2 separate regions of the Sus scrofa genome follow, and region 1 is linked to region 2. The links are chromatin contacts, called in public HiChIP or PLAC-seq maps. All regions are on one chromosome and are shown on one strand. Each heading gives the region's core, a stretch centred on a gene start, on an enhancer-like site or on the middle of the called end of the contact. The rest is flanking DNA. Distances are from core to core; before and after follow the strand shown. Region 1 holds the start of CAB39 (calcium-binding protein 39). Region 2 holds the start of LOC100517129 (nuclear body protein SP140-like protein).

Region 1 (3,142 bases), core at 441-2,940, 190 kb before region 2:
ACCAAGAGAAACACCTTACGTGCAGATGAGCTTATTTTATATACATCTTTCCCTCACTTCTTAAGAGCCTAACATCGAATGAAGCTTTGCACAAAAGGTATTTTGCTTAGCCTGGACGTGGATTTATTTGAATATCCGGAAAGCTGTCAAAATCGATCTCAAACTGCATGACGTTCAAGGCACAGAACGTCAGTTCTGTACTGGGCCTCCTTCTCTCCTTTCTTTCATAAGAGCGCCTTTAACATCTCCTAGCTTACATTTCCGGGCCCATGAGTCACTGAGAAATGAGCTCTAAGTTACCCTTAGAATGCCACTCAAATAGCTCCTCTACGGCATTCAAGGATCTGCCCCCCAACTCTTTGGCCTACCCCCCACTGCCCCCCACGACAAACTGCATTATCTACTATTTCCGACTATGCCTTTTTACCTTTGTCCTCTAGCGTTGCTGCTCCTCCAACACACTGCTCCTCTTCTGCAACCCTCCTCTCTCCCAAATCCCATCTGGCCTTCAAGACCCCACTTTGCACAGCCTCGCCCAGGAAGCCTTCAGATTTCTGCTAGGCGGAAGTGATCGATCGGGCCGGTCTTCTCCGGGTACCCTTCTAGCATTTTGTAGTTCTTTCATAGGACTTATCATCTCCTTCCTGGTATCGTAGTCATTTGTGTACTCGCCTTATCACCCACGCCAGAATGTAAGCTCCTCGGGGGAGGGGACCGCGAGCCGGGGTTCACCTTCGAATCCCTCCGGCGCGGACCGACCAGAGCGCCTGCAGGCAGTCAGCGAGCAGGCTGGTTCAACCGACCTCGGGAACGCTCTGGCCGCACAATTCCTAACCAGAAAACAGTTAGGCATCTTCCCGAAATGCAGACCACAGAGATGCTATCTGCCTCCCGATAACAGGAAGTTTACCAGGGGCCAGGAGCAAGGTGGCCGGATCCCTTGCGCGGCGGGAGTGACAGTTGGCCCGGCCCGCACTCGCCTGCCCTCGGGGCTCCGGCCGCGAACGCCCCCATGCCGCCAGCCCCGCCAAAGAACTGCGGAGGGCTTGCAGGAGAGCGTGGCGCCCCGCAGCCCCGGCTGCAGGCCCCTGGGCGCCGAGCCGGCGAGGACGACGAGGGGGGTAGGCTCCGCGAGGGGCCCGGGCCGGGCGGAGAGGGCAGACCGGGCCGCTCCCGCCGATACCGGGCCGGGGCCGCCTCCACCACCCGAGAAAATGGAGGCAGCCCCGGGCCGGTGACGGGCCGGGCAGGGCAGGCGGAAGCCGGGCGGGCGTCCACGCCGCGAGCTGGGTCGGGCCGGGGGTCACTCACGGAGCTGGGCCGGGCGGCTCCCTCTCAGCCTCCGCGTCGTCGCCGTCCCCGTCCTCGGCCGCCGACGCCTCGGGCTGCTCGCTCGGTCCCCGCGGCGCGGCTCGGCCGCTCGGCCCCTCCGTTGTCTTCCGCCCGCTCCTGCTCCCAGCGACAGGATCCCGCGGCGGCGGCGGCGGCTGCGCGGGCGGACGGCGGCCCAGGGGCTCCCGCGGCGGCCGCCGCACTGCTGCGCTCGCTCGCTCTCTTGGGCTGCGGCTACGGCTCTGCTGCGGGGCCCCGCGCCGCCTTCACCCTCGCTTTCGCCCGGCTCCCGGAGGCTCAGTCTCTCCCAGGCCGCGCCGCTCCCCGCTCCCGGCCCGAGCCCGGCTTTGACGTGCGCACTGCGCAGCCGCCGAGGGCGCGACGTCGGGCGGCGCCGCAACGCCCCCTTCAGCCTCGGGCGCCCCCAGGCGGCTGGGCGGACTCGGGCGTAGGAGTCCGCGCTGAGGCCTGAGGCGGAGGCGGCTGGGGGAAAGCGGAAGCAGAGGGGAAGAGTTCCTCTCCTTTCACCTGCCACTGAAGTGTTGGTGCCCAGCCGCTTCTCTGCCTCAGCGCTCTTGCCAGAGGGATCCTAAATCCACTTTGTGCGACCACTTCCTGAACTCTTAACAAAGCTTCGTTTCGGCTAAAGGCCAGGGACCAAGTTGTGCAGATTGATTCCTTCATACTTGCCAGAGACGGATCACTCTCATTTTAACATCCTCCAAGAGAGCGTAGAAAGTGATAGAATGATCACTCTTAATAGGATTCAAAGCCTGGATTTAAACCTCAACTCCACCATTCAGTCACCATAGGCTATTGCCTGACTCCATTCCTATGTTCTTCCACTCTCTCTCTCTCTCTCACACACACACACACACATGCACAAATATAAGAGTACATACAGTACCATAAGTTTATGAGGATGAACGAGACAATGCATTGCAAAGCTCTGACAACAGACTCTGGTACATGAACATGCCACACGTGTACATTTTTGTTTCTTTAATTTGCAATCGAACAGGTGTTCTTGAGTATCTGCTGTGTGCCAGGCACTCTTCTAGATAGTGGAGCAGTGAACAAAAGAGACCCTGCTCCTGAGACAATAAATAAATAAACAGACATATGTATGACATTAGATGCTTTTCAGTGTTATGGAAATTGGGCTAAGGAGGGGAGAGAGTGCAGGCTATTGCTGTTTACAGCGCTCCTGCTGTGAGATATGTGTATGGAAAGGCAGAGGGAACAGCCAGGACAAAGCCCCTCAGGTGGGATACCTTGCAGCAAAACATGACCCCTGGGAAAGGGGAGTGGATGGAGATGAGGGAAGAGGGGAGACCCTATAGGCTAAAGTGAGGACTTTGGCTTTTACTCTGAATGAGATGGGGAGCTGTTTGGAGGGGTTTGAGCAGAGAAAGGATGTGGTCTAATATTTCAAAAGGATAACTCTGATTGCGGTGTGAAGACCAGCCTGAGCGGCCTGAGGGCTTCAGCCAGGACATCAGTTAGAAGTCTTCTGAAATAATCTGGTGATAAGAAGACTGGCAAGACCCAGGATGAAAGCAGTGGAAGCCTAAAGAAGTGGTCAGGTTCTAGACACATTTAAAAGGTAGAGCTGACCTGATGTTGCTGGTCTCTGAGGGGTTTTTTGGTTTGTTTGTTTTCTCAAGCAACTGGAAGATAAAAATTTGGTGAAATGAAGAAGACTCATACAGAAACAGATACAGGAGTTGCTCAGAAATACACTTGGAGGCATATTAAGCTTAAGCTGCCTGTTAGACACCCAAGTAGGAAGCTCACTGTGGAAGTCTGG
Region 2 (3,252 bases), core at 114-2,613:
CACTTTTTTGGTTATTGACACAAGACCAACACTTGTACACGTGCAAAAACATAAGAAAATATAAAACCGTTGGTATCACAGCTTGTTGGTAAAGGCAAACAATTGAAAAAGCTCTAAATGTCTATCAATAGAGTGGGGAGGGAGGAGAGTTTAAAAACTATGGTGTACCCATTCTGTGGAATAGTATACAGCTGTTAAAAAGAACCAGGGGATCCTATGTTTATTAAGGTGCTATGATTTTCACTATTAAAGTACATGAAAATGAAAAAAATGGCATTTAAAACATAATTCCATTTTTAAAAAAGGACTAAAATTTATGTAATTATAAAAATAAGTTACATATGTAAATGTGTAGAAAAAAGATCTGGAAGATAACACCCAAGAATTGAAAAGGATCAGGACTGGAAGTTTCAAGGGGGTGAGGGGTGAACAAGAATTTTCTCCTCTATATACTTAGGAACTTTATGAACAAGAATGCATAATGTATTTCTGTTGTATTAACAAAATCCAGACCTTTAAAATATTAAATAATGTTACTTCCGACCCACTACTAGAGAAAGAGATGGGATTTCTACTCTTTACCTTGTGGAGGTATAACCTACTCCAGAACTGAAATAGTTTCTGTGAAAATTAAAATACTCATCCTGGGCTAGCCCTTGGCAGTTTGGGGCATTTCTCTTCCTTTCACTTTCTTTGCCAGGGATTGTTGGAAGAAGAATCCAGCCCCCCCCCCTTCCCCAGCCAGAGGTGGGAACAGTGCCGGGGACTGTCTGAGTCCCCGTCCACAGGACAGGTGGGAAAAAGCACCACTCAAAGGTTTGAAAATAAATCAGGGGTTTCCTTTAAATTTCTACTTCCTCAGCTATGTGAAGGTAGGACTGATCTAAGAGAAACGAGAGAGTGATCTAGGTTTACAAGGAAATAATCCCTTGCCACAAGGCCTCATAAAGATCAGCACCTTTGGACAGGCCTCCTGGCTGAAATTGCAAAACAATGTCATGTGCCTTGTAGCAACAAGACTCAACCAGCAGGCTCCCTGCTGCCGTTTAAAATCTGATTTCCTCGTTACACATTCCTGTTTCTTATTATACGGCAGAGTGATCCCGTGTGTATATCCTGTGCAAAGCAAAGGTTTAGTGCAGAGTCCAAAGAACAGCCCTGAAGCAGCCGCACGGCCAGAGGGACAGGTGGAAGGACAGGGGAAAGACTGACCTTGTCCTGAGCTCACGGCCTCCACTAGCCATCTTTCCACCTCAGCCCGGCCTGGGCCTGAGCTTGGCCTGCAACCACTCCAGTGTCCAGGGAGGCAGCCCTAGGCCTGAACCCTGAACAGGAAGTCTCTCTAGGGCTCCGCCCAAGTGGGGAAAAGGGAAGTGAAAGTAGCTCAGTGAGCTGTGGACGTCCTCCCTCCCTCCTCCCGCAGCTACACAATCCTTCTAGCCGTTATGACATGTGACCCCCAGGGATGGAAGACAAGGAGTGACACTCAGGGACTGGAGGGCCCCGGAGGACCCCGGAGGAGGACTCGGGGAGGGGCAGACCCGGGCCCCGGGAGTCCACCTGTTTGTGCAAAGACAGCAACAACCAACGTCTGTGTGATCCCAGCCGTCCTCAGGCTCCTGCCTTCTCAGGGGGTTTCAGAGCATGGGGGTCAAGGGCAAAGTCCCTCTTTGCCCCTTCCCTTGCCAAGATGGCCGGGGCAGGGGGAAAATGGACACTTCGGATCTTCTCTCCAGCCCATGGGAGAGCTTGGACCCAACTGAGGTAGGTCCCAGTGTCCAGATGTCTGATGAAGCAGCGATGGTTTCCATGTGATGCTCCCCTGAATTTGACTTCCTCCAGCTTTGAGGAGGGGTCTGAGCCAGTTACACTTGAAAATGTGGGGCAGGCTTTCTATCCTCTCTCCACTCCTGTTCTTTCCCCGCAAAGAGCGAGCATCAGCCTGGTTGGTACAGATTCCAGAAGACGGATGAGGCCATCCTACCCAGTGCACAAGGTCTCTGTGGAGCCCTCTCTCCCTCCCTCCCCTCAGGGGGTAGAAGGATTAGCAAGCTGAGGTTCTGGTGGGCACGGCTGCCCTCTGCTCCTGACTCCATGGGGCACAGGATCCAGACAAGCCTGGCACAGAGCACACCTGCCTTTTCTAGTGTCCACTCTCTCTCTTCTCTCGGTCCCTGTACAGCAGGTGGATCAGGCCACCACCATACTGGGTGTTGACATAAATGTGCCTGCTTTTCTTTTCCTTCTTTTTTTCTGCTTTTTAGGGCCGCACCCGTGGCATATGGAGGTTCCCAGGCTAGGAGTCGAATTGGAGCTCCAGCTGCTGACCTACACCACAGCCACAGCAACGCAGGATCCGAGCCGAGTCTGCACACTCACTGCAGCTCATGGCAATGCCAGATCCTTAACCCACGGAGCGAGGCCAGGGATTGAACGCACGTCCTCATGGATACTAGTCGGGTTCATTACTGCTGAGCCACAATGGGAACTCCAGTGTGCCAGCTTTTCTGTTGTCTGCTTGGGGCTCCAAGGAATCAGAGGCCAGCTAGCAGCGGCTGGGTGGGAAACCCACAGGGCAGATATTCCCACACAGGGCTGCTCCTGGCCATAGGGAGGAAAGTTTCCAGCGAGTCAGAGAAAGCAGGGCACACACCACACTCTGTGAGAGCAGTGGTGGTTTCTGAAGTAGCCCCCAGCCCTCTGTGGAGAAAGCAGTTTCTCTGGATGTTCCCGTCGTGGCTCAGCAGAAGCGAATCTGATTAGGATCCACGAGGATGCAGGTTTGATCCTTGGCCTTGCTCAGTGGGTTAAGGATCCCGTGTTGCCTTGAGCTGTGGTGTAGGTCACAGACGCGGCTCGGATCTAACATTGCTGTGGCTGTGGTGTAGACCTGGAGCTACAAATCTGATTCAACCCCTAGCCTGGGAACCTCCATATGCCGCAGGTGCGGCCCTAAAAAGACCAAAAAAAAAGCAGTTTCTTTGGTCCAGGAAACATTGTCAGTCCCACTCAGATTTGGAAAAGAACAGGACCAACCAAAGAAGCAGGATGAACTTCGAAAACCCCTGCTGGAGTGACTGAAGGAAATCAGGGGGTGCCTGGGGTATTTTCTGGGGCGGCAAGAAGCTCTGACAACAGGGAGCATTTCTGCTGTGGCTGAAGGTGCCAGATGCTGGGCTGGAAACCTGCAGGGCAGGAGGGGCGGTGATGGAGGAGGGAGCTGGGGCAGGGGACCCATCAAGGCAATGGGCT

The links. HiChIP or PLAC-seq counts read pairs in DNA pulled down with a chosen protein or histone mark.
Region 1: a contact with region 2 is called in an H3K27ac HiChIP or PLAC-seq map of alveolar macrophages. The contact joins the promoter of CAB39 here to the promoter of LOC100517129 in region 2. A contact is called at or near these places in 1 of 47 Hi-C or Micro-C datasets (liver) and 1 of 2 datasets of contacts at active chromatin or transcription factors (alveolar macrophages).

Annotation. Positions count from the first base shown.
Region 1 is chr15:131,491,123-131,494,264 of Sscrofa11.1, reverse strand. CAB39 (calcium-binding protein 39) reads right to left here and starts at 1,690. Exons shown (of 9, transcript XM_021075733.1): 1 at 1,312-1,690.
Region 2 is chr15:131,298,034-131,301,285 of Sscrofa11.1, reverse strand. It overlaps LOC100517129 (nuclear body protein SP140-like protein), which reads right to left and starts at 1,363. Exons shown (of 20, transcript XM_021075666.1): 1 at 1,213-1,363. The coding sequence starts at 1,244.